Linked DNA regions of Zea mays: region 1 is linked to region 2. The links are chromatin contacts, called in public Hi-C maps. All regions are on one chromosome and are shown on one strand. Each heading gives the region's core, a stretch centred on a gene start, on an enhancer-like site or on the middle of the called end of the contact. The rest is flanking DNA. Distances are from core to core; before and after follow the strand shown. Region 1 holds the start of LOC100284263 (pseudouridylate synthase/ transporter). Region 2 has its middle 4.9 kb from the start of LOC118472178.

The links. A called contact is a pair of places that touch in the nucleus more often than the background predicts.
Region 1: a contact with region 2 is called in a Hi-C map of tassel, with 2.4 times the contacts expected there. The contact joins the promoter of LOC100284263 here to the enhancer-like site in region 2. A contact is called at or near these places in 2 of 25 Hi-C or Micro-C datasets (bundle sheath and tassel).

The regions. Positions count from the first base shown.
Region 1 is chr6:47,933,855-47,937,344 of Zm-B73-REFERENCE-NAM-5.0, reverse strand. LOC100284263 (pseudouridylate synthase/ transporter) reads left to right here and starts at 1,868. Exons shown (of 9, transcript NM_001157158.2): 1 at 1,868-2,808; 2 at 3,153-3,208; 3 at 3,296-3,378. The coding sequence starts at 1,947. It overlaps TRNAA-UGC (transfer RNA alanine (anticodon UGC)), which reads right to left and starts at 1,721; the gene lies at 1,649-1,721.
Region 2 is chr6:47,545,158-47,548,391 of Zm-B73-REFERENCE-NAM-5.0, reverse strand. No RefSeq gene overlaps it. Among protein-coding and RNA genes, the nearest start is that of LOC118472178, 4.9 kb to the right of the region's middle. Within about 2 kb of position 1,506, at least 18 of the 20 cell types and tissues checked have an H3K27ac peak or open chromatin away from gene starts, as enhancers often do. A contact at or near this core is called in bundle sheath and tassel, where this site is marked.

The sequences.
Region 1 (3,490 bases), core at 619-3,118, 390 kb before region 2:
GCGGAAAGATAAAGTTCAAAACGCGCCGCCCCCCGGCCCCTTTTATACACAGGGCGCGGCGCTTCGGGAAACCCGCAATCCCACAGTACGGCGTCAATCAACGGTCATGTCAAAAACCCCCGCGGAACCACTTCGAGCGAGGGCAGCATCTCCGCCATCTAGCGACGTCTTCGGCACCAGATGACTTAGTCAAACTGGTCCCTCGGAGGGCAAATGTTGGGGCGAAGGCGAAGACGCCACCCTTCGCTCGATGCCTTCGCCGTCCTCGCTGCACCAATGGAGACAAGACAACAGGCAGACTAACCCTTCGTCCCATACGTCACCGGACGAAGGCCTGTGACGAGGTCGTCTCATCTTGCGACCTCGTCCAGCATGGAGGCCCACGTGTGATCCGACCCATTGTAACAGACCCTGCGTGGCCGCTGCGCATTACAGGCCTAATTTGTAAAGGCATCCCTGTAATTACGGTCTGTAACCCCGCTTTATGGGAATATTCCGGGGATAACCTAGGTGTCTGAGGGTACATGCGTCCTTAACACAGGATGCTGGGCACACAGATACCTATAAATACCCCCGCACAGTGCCCTTGAGAGGCTAGATTAACAGAGCTATTGCCATCTCGTGCAAAAACCCTGTTTGCGTTACTACACTCCCCCGTTGGATCAACTTGCGCCGGAGAGCAAGTTCCAACAGTATTGTTTTTGGGTATTGTGTGGTTGTTAATGACATATAAAATATAATGTGATAATGCTTTTTTTGTCGGGATAAAGACCCAATACCTAAATGGGCATGAGTATGTGATGAATCTTATACCCATGATAGGTACGCGTATAGAGATGTGGATGAGTACAACTTCATGAGGATGGGTATAAGGTGTTTAAACCCGATGAAAAATTACCCATTGACACCTCTACCTAGATCATTAAACACTCACAAAACCAAGAATGAACACTAGAAAGATACACTTATCCTTTTTTGTACTGCCAAACTACACTGCTATAGCAAATATATTATGTTGTTTTGTTTATATACACAATTAAAGTGGCTAAAAAGAAATTATCCAATTAGCTAGAAAATAAAACTAATCAATCTATACTTACTCTATTAAGAACCTAATGTGGGCACATGTGCTACCACGACTTCACCCTTCGCGCTGATACTCTGAACCTGCCCCACGCGTCCGGATTGGTTCTCACCGCGCAAAAAAAAGTATAGAGCAAACACTCAGAACCTACCTATGCCCGCCTGCTCTAGAAATTTGGGAATAACCAGCAAACCACACATACAACAACAGTAGCAAAGAAGAACAATGGCTAGTGAAATAAGAAAAATTAATAAATCAAGCTAGATTATGCAATTCCTTTTAACCTCGAACCTCTAATTGCAGTGAACCTCATTGGAAAAGAACCCAATGTGTTCCCTAATAGTAGCAGGGTTCCTACATTTCTCTTGAACTCTCAGTCTCTCACTGCTTCAGACCCAATCAAACTCAGTTCATCAACCAAATTAAGAAAATGGAAGCAGTTCATCCACCAAATTAACAAAATAGAAGGAAAACAAAAAGAAAAATTGGAGATGCGGGGGGATCGAACCTCGTGGAAGCAGTTCATCCACCAAACTAAAAAAATAGAAGAAAACAAAAAAAGATTGGAGATGCGGGGGATCGAACCCCGTGCCTCTCGCATGCAAAGCGAGCGCTCTACCATTTGAGCTACATCCCCAACGATGCTATTTGTAACTAGACAACATAGTAAACCGTGTAATACTGTACGCATGCATCATTCCGTTAAACCCCGTCAAGCCGTATGGACATCGATGATGCTATGTGCCTATGTCCTACATCTATACCGTCGGCTGCAGATCCAACGTCAGGACTGCCGCGCGACTCGGCTCTCGCTTCCCCTATCGATAGCGAGCGGCCCGCCCGTGCAGACGCAGAGACACGAATGCCTCCTCGAGCGGGAGCCATGGCGGCGGCGGCGGCGAGGGCAAGGGCGGCGCTGCTGCCCTCCTCCCCCTCCCCATCGCCGCTGTTCCGCCTCCCGCGCCGCTTCCTTTCACTCACCGCGACTCGCTACCCTCTCTACTACGACCTCATCGTGCATCGCCCCGCGGACCCCAATCCCCCCAAATCCTCCGCCGCCGGGGCCGACCGGCAGCCGCAGCCAGCCCCCGAAGAGCAGACGCTCGACCGCGCAAAGCGCCGGTACCTCCGCAAGCGCCGCAGCCGCCTACTCCCCGACCCTGACGCCACCACCACCACTAAGCCCTCCTCCTTGTCGTCGGAGTTCGTCGAGCTCAGGCCGGAGGTGGTGGACTTCCCGCGCCTGCACGCGCGCGAGGAGGCGCTCTACTTCCACGACACCTTCGCAATGCCGTGGGAGAAGGACAAGCACTACCGCATGCTCTACCGCCTCGAGAAGAAGTACTTCCCCCACCAGTCGCTCGACAACGCGTTCGTCTCCGCCGACGCCGCCCCGGCCTCCGACGCCGACAGGGGGCTCGTATTCTTTGACGACGAGAAGAAGGAAAACGAGGGAGAGGAGCGGGCGGTCAGTGACAAGGGCGCCAACAAAGGGGAGGTGCTGGAGAGGAAGGTGGAGGATTTCTTCAGGTCTCTCAAGAAGGGTCCCGGCCAAGTCGACACCAAAGCCAAGAGACCGGGAACGGAGCCGCAGCAGCAGGTGAAGCGCGAAGTGCGGAGGGAGGAGGAGCGGCCGCAGCCGTACCTCGTCACTAGGACCACGGAGCTGCCGCCGAGGTGGGACGGCCCTGCTGGGACCGTCGTGCTCATCGACAAGCCCAAAGGTGATGCCTTCCCCCTACCCTCTGGCACATTGCAAGTTCTACATTGCCGTCTGTGAGCTTAAGACAACACTAATATTTCTTAGCTACTTTTATCTGATGTACCACTGGAAAGCTCATTTTATGAAATGTGAGCGATTATCACAACAGTTAGATGTCAGCCAGGTAGTGTGGCACTACTGCAGCTTTGCCTGAAGACAGGGTTCTTTACTGTTTTTCCTATCAGGGCAGATAAATAATTAGTTAATGTGCGGACAGGATTAGGTTCGAACTGTGTTTTATTAAATTTGGTCTACTGCCTTCCATCCTAAACTATTCATCTGAACTCATCTTTCTTCTGATATCAGGATGGACTTCGTTTACTGTCTGTGGAAAGTTACGGCGCTTGGTGAAAGTACAAAAGGTGATATCAGGGCCTTTTCACTGTATCTGAATGTAGCATTAGCCCTTAGCATTAAGTACATGTTTTGCAATATTTGTGTGGTCTCAGGTTGGACATGCTGGAACTCTGGACCCAATGGCAACTGGATTGTTGATTGTTTGTGTAGGAAAAGCAACCAAAATAGTTGACAGGTAACATCGTATAATCTTTTGGGAAAAGCTTATTCTTGTGGATGCTGGGGCAGTTGTCCTCTGGCTTATGCTTATCCTAGAATTTGCTCGAGTATAGACTGTATAGTAGGCT
Region 2 (3,234 bases), core at 257-2,756:
TTTTGAGATAAATACCTACCAGTGATAGTGTTTGGCCCTGGCTTTTATTGATTGTCATAGCATAACAAATGTTTATAGGATATTGTCTCCTTTCAAGCACAAAAGGAAGTTTGGTTGTCTTGATGTAACACCTCAAATCATATTTTGGGTAATTTAAGTTTATCCTAAGGTTTAAATAATTATGGTTTAGAACAAAAAATTTAAATAAAGGATCCTCATATAAAATTAATAGTGTCATTGAATTATATGTTCAGAAGTATTCTCCATAAGATTTAAATTAAATTATCTCTCCATAAAGATCATACAAAATAAATGGTCATAAAACATTAAGTTTTGAATAAGATTTTAATTGGACAAACAATGTATCTCTTGAAAATTAAAGTTATTTATGTGTGTGCAACACATTTGCATCATTTGAAATATGATAGTTAATATAAAAATATAATAATAATAAGTATATATTGCATCATGTTGGGATTTTGTTTTCTGCATTTGAAATGTGATATTCAAAATCAAACTTTAACTTTGATATGAATTTGAAAGGTTGAAAATAGGAAACATGAAATAAAAAAAATAAACAAAGAAAAAAAGAGGAAGCCAGATGGGCCACTCTTCCACATTTCGGCCCAACTCTGCCATTGGTGCCTCTCACCTGGGAGCCTGGCATGTCGGCCCAGCTTGTCAGGGTCGTCTTCAAGCTGGAGGCTCACCCGAGATCTGCTCGGTGATTTTCACTACTTCGTCCACCTTTCCCCTCGGCCATGTGCGCTCTCTGTTGCCCGGATGGCTGACCGCGAGATGGGGGCGCTAGACATTCTTTCCCCTCTCAATCTCGCACATGGAGTAAACATCGGGGTTGTTTTGTTGTGGTAACAGCCCAAAAATCCCGCCTATCAAGCACCCTTAGGCTCGGACTGTCCTACCCCGGTGATAAATACCTGGGTACCGCACCCCCCTTGGCGAACTCCTGTCGAGCCCCGCCTTAGAGCACGTCGTTGCGGCGAGTAGCTGGGAAGGAGATGGAGGGCCACCATGCAGGGTGGGTGAAGATCTGGTTCACCGGCATTGTGCCCTCGGCGGTTGGCAGGGGGTCTTCCTCGTGTCTCATGGGGGACGCCCATGACCTCATCAGGTGAACTTGAAACCGGTGGTGCATGGAATTGCTCAACGGAATGTATGGCCACCACCATGTCGCAGGTCCTCGAGGCCATGATCCTCTGATGCTCCAGTCCTTAGGTAAGGTCCCCAGACATCTTCGCTATTTTCGTAGCACCGTTTAGAATCAATCGGATCGGGGGTTTGATCCTGGGTGCACGGATTCGGCTTTCTCTGGCGGGCCCTCCACCGTGGGCAGGGCGCCTCCACCGTCGGTAAAGTTCGTGTGGGAGAAGACGCGTGGGGGCCATCAGATCGAAAATGGATGGACACGATAAGATCTCGCGTATCGTTCGGACATGGGGGAATGGTGACCGTCCGATCGTCAGGAACAATGTAGATTTGACTAGGTATGCGCTCTGAACTCCGCGTCCTTCCACCTTTCGATCTTGATCGGTGGGGCGTGGGTAATTAAGGCTTCTATAACATCCTGACCGTCGATCTTCGAATCAACAACCTCAAGCGTGTACCGCTTGGGTTAAAGCCAGATCTAATCCACACCATTGGGATCGGATCTGACAATTGGGAGCACGTTCTGGTTCGTCTGGGGTCCGATCTAATCCTGACGGTGGGCTTGTGATCCAACAGTCCTAGTCGAAGCGTACCTCTTCGGCCATGTAAATTTGCAAAAGAATCCTTAAATGTTTTAAGAATCAACCCGCGCTCCACGGCAATACAAAAGTAATTACAATAGAGCCCTAGAATTTGCAGTTTTGACCCAGAGCTCTGTGGTATTAATGGCCCCAGTCCAGATAGCTGAGTAATTGATTAAAATAAATACAGAAATCATTTTTAGTGCAAAAAATAAAGTCCCAATCTTAGGAAATTCATAACTCTATGAATTTAACTCTTTTTTGATCCATTCCAGTTGCAATAAATTCATATTATAATTGTTTATCATCTGGTAACCTTATTTTGTTATGAAACATAGGTTAAAATTATGCACTAAATTTCTTTTGTATCCAACCTTAAATCTACAGAAAACCACAACTCGTTAACCATAACTCCGAATTTAGTGGTTCTCGAACCTAGGATCGAGTTACGACGCGTAGATCATTATTATGCACTATGTTCTTATGTTTGGTGTGATGTTAATTTTGCATATACCTTGTTTATTTGTATTGCTACGAGTAGAGGCGAGTTTACGAGTCACTTGAAGAACTAGTTGGTACCTAGGAATCTCGAGTCTAAGGCAAGTTATGCCCTTGATCACTTTTTTACCCAATAATGTTCCTGTTAATCACTATGACATGCTCAGGTTAATCTGATGTAACCTAATAGGTTTCCCTAGACTTATTTATCCCACATCTTGTTTACCACTGAACTTTTGGGCAGTTTTGCTATTGCTTTACCTGATTTTGGGATAAATATTATATTATGATCATGTTCTAGTTATACTGTTGTTCTAATTATTGTTCATGACAAGATCATTGTGTTAATTGGAACATGTTGCTTAACTTCAGATATTCGTGCTACCACAAGGGTGGAATGGGACGCCCTTGGCTGACTAATTAGGAAAGCTAGTGGAGGACTACCTTACCCAAAAGGGGCAAGGGCGGTAGAGGAGCTGCGTATAGGGAGGTTCTCGAGTCGATCATGCTGCGATGGCTTTTTGGACGAAGGATTCCTATATTGCCCTTCTCAGAAACCGTAGCGGTGGAACTTTGTAAATGCCTCGTAGTGGATCCCTAGCCATTCACCTCGGAAGTGTCTAAGGGTCGAGCTAAACCTGGCTAGACGGGATACATGACTTGTGGGTAAAGGGCGCAACCTCTGCAGAGTGTAAAACTGGTATATCAGCCATGCTCGCGGTCATGAGCAGCTCAGGACTCTCACATGATTAATTTATGGAACTAAACTTAATCTGTCATGTGCATTGTATCGCGGGTGTTATTATCAATTTTGATCTCTTACTTAATTGGGTTGGTATCTACTTATACTTAGTAACTGCTAATAAAATCTTGACCAACTTTAAAAGCAATGCTCAGCTTTAACCATCTCCTTTGGTAAGCCTTACAATTCACATGAGCTCCCACCTTTGGTGAGTTCATGCACATTATTCCCCACAACTTGTTGAGC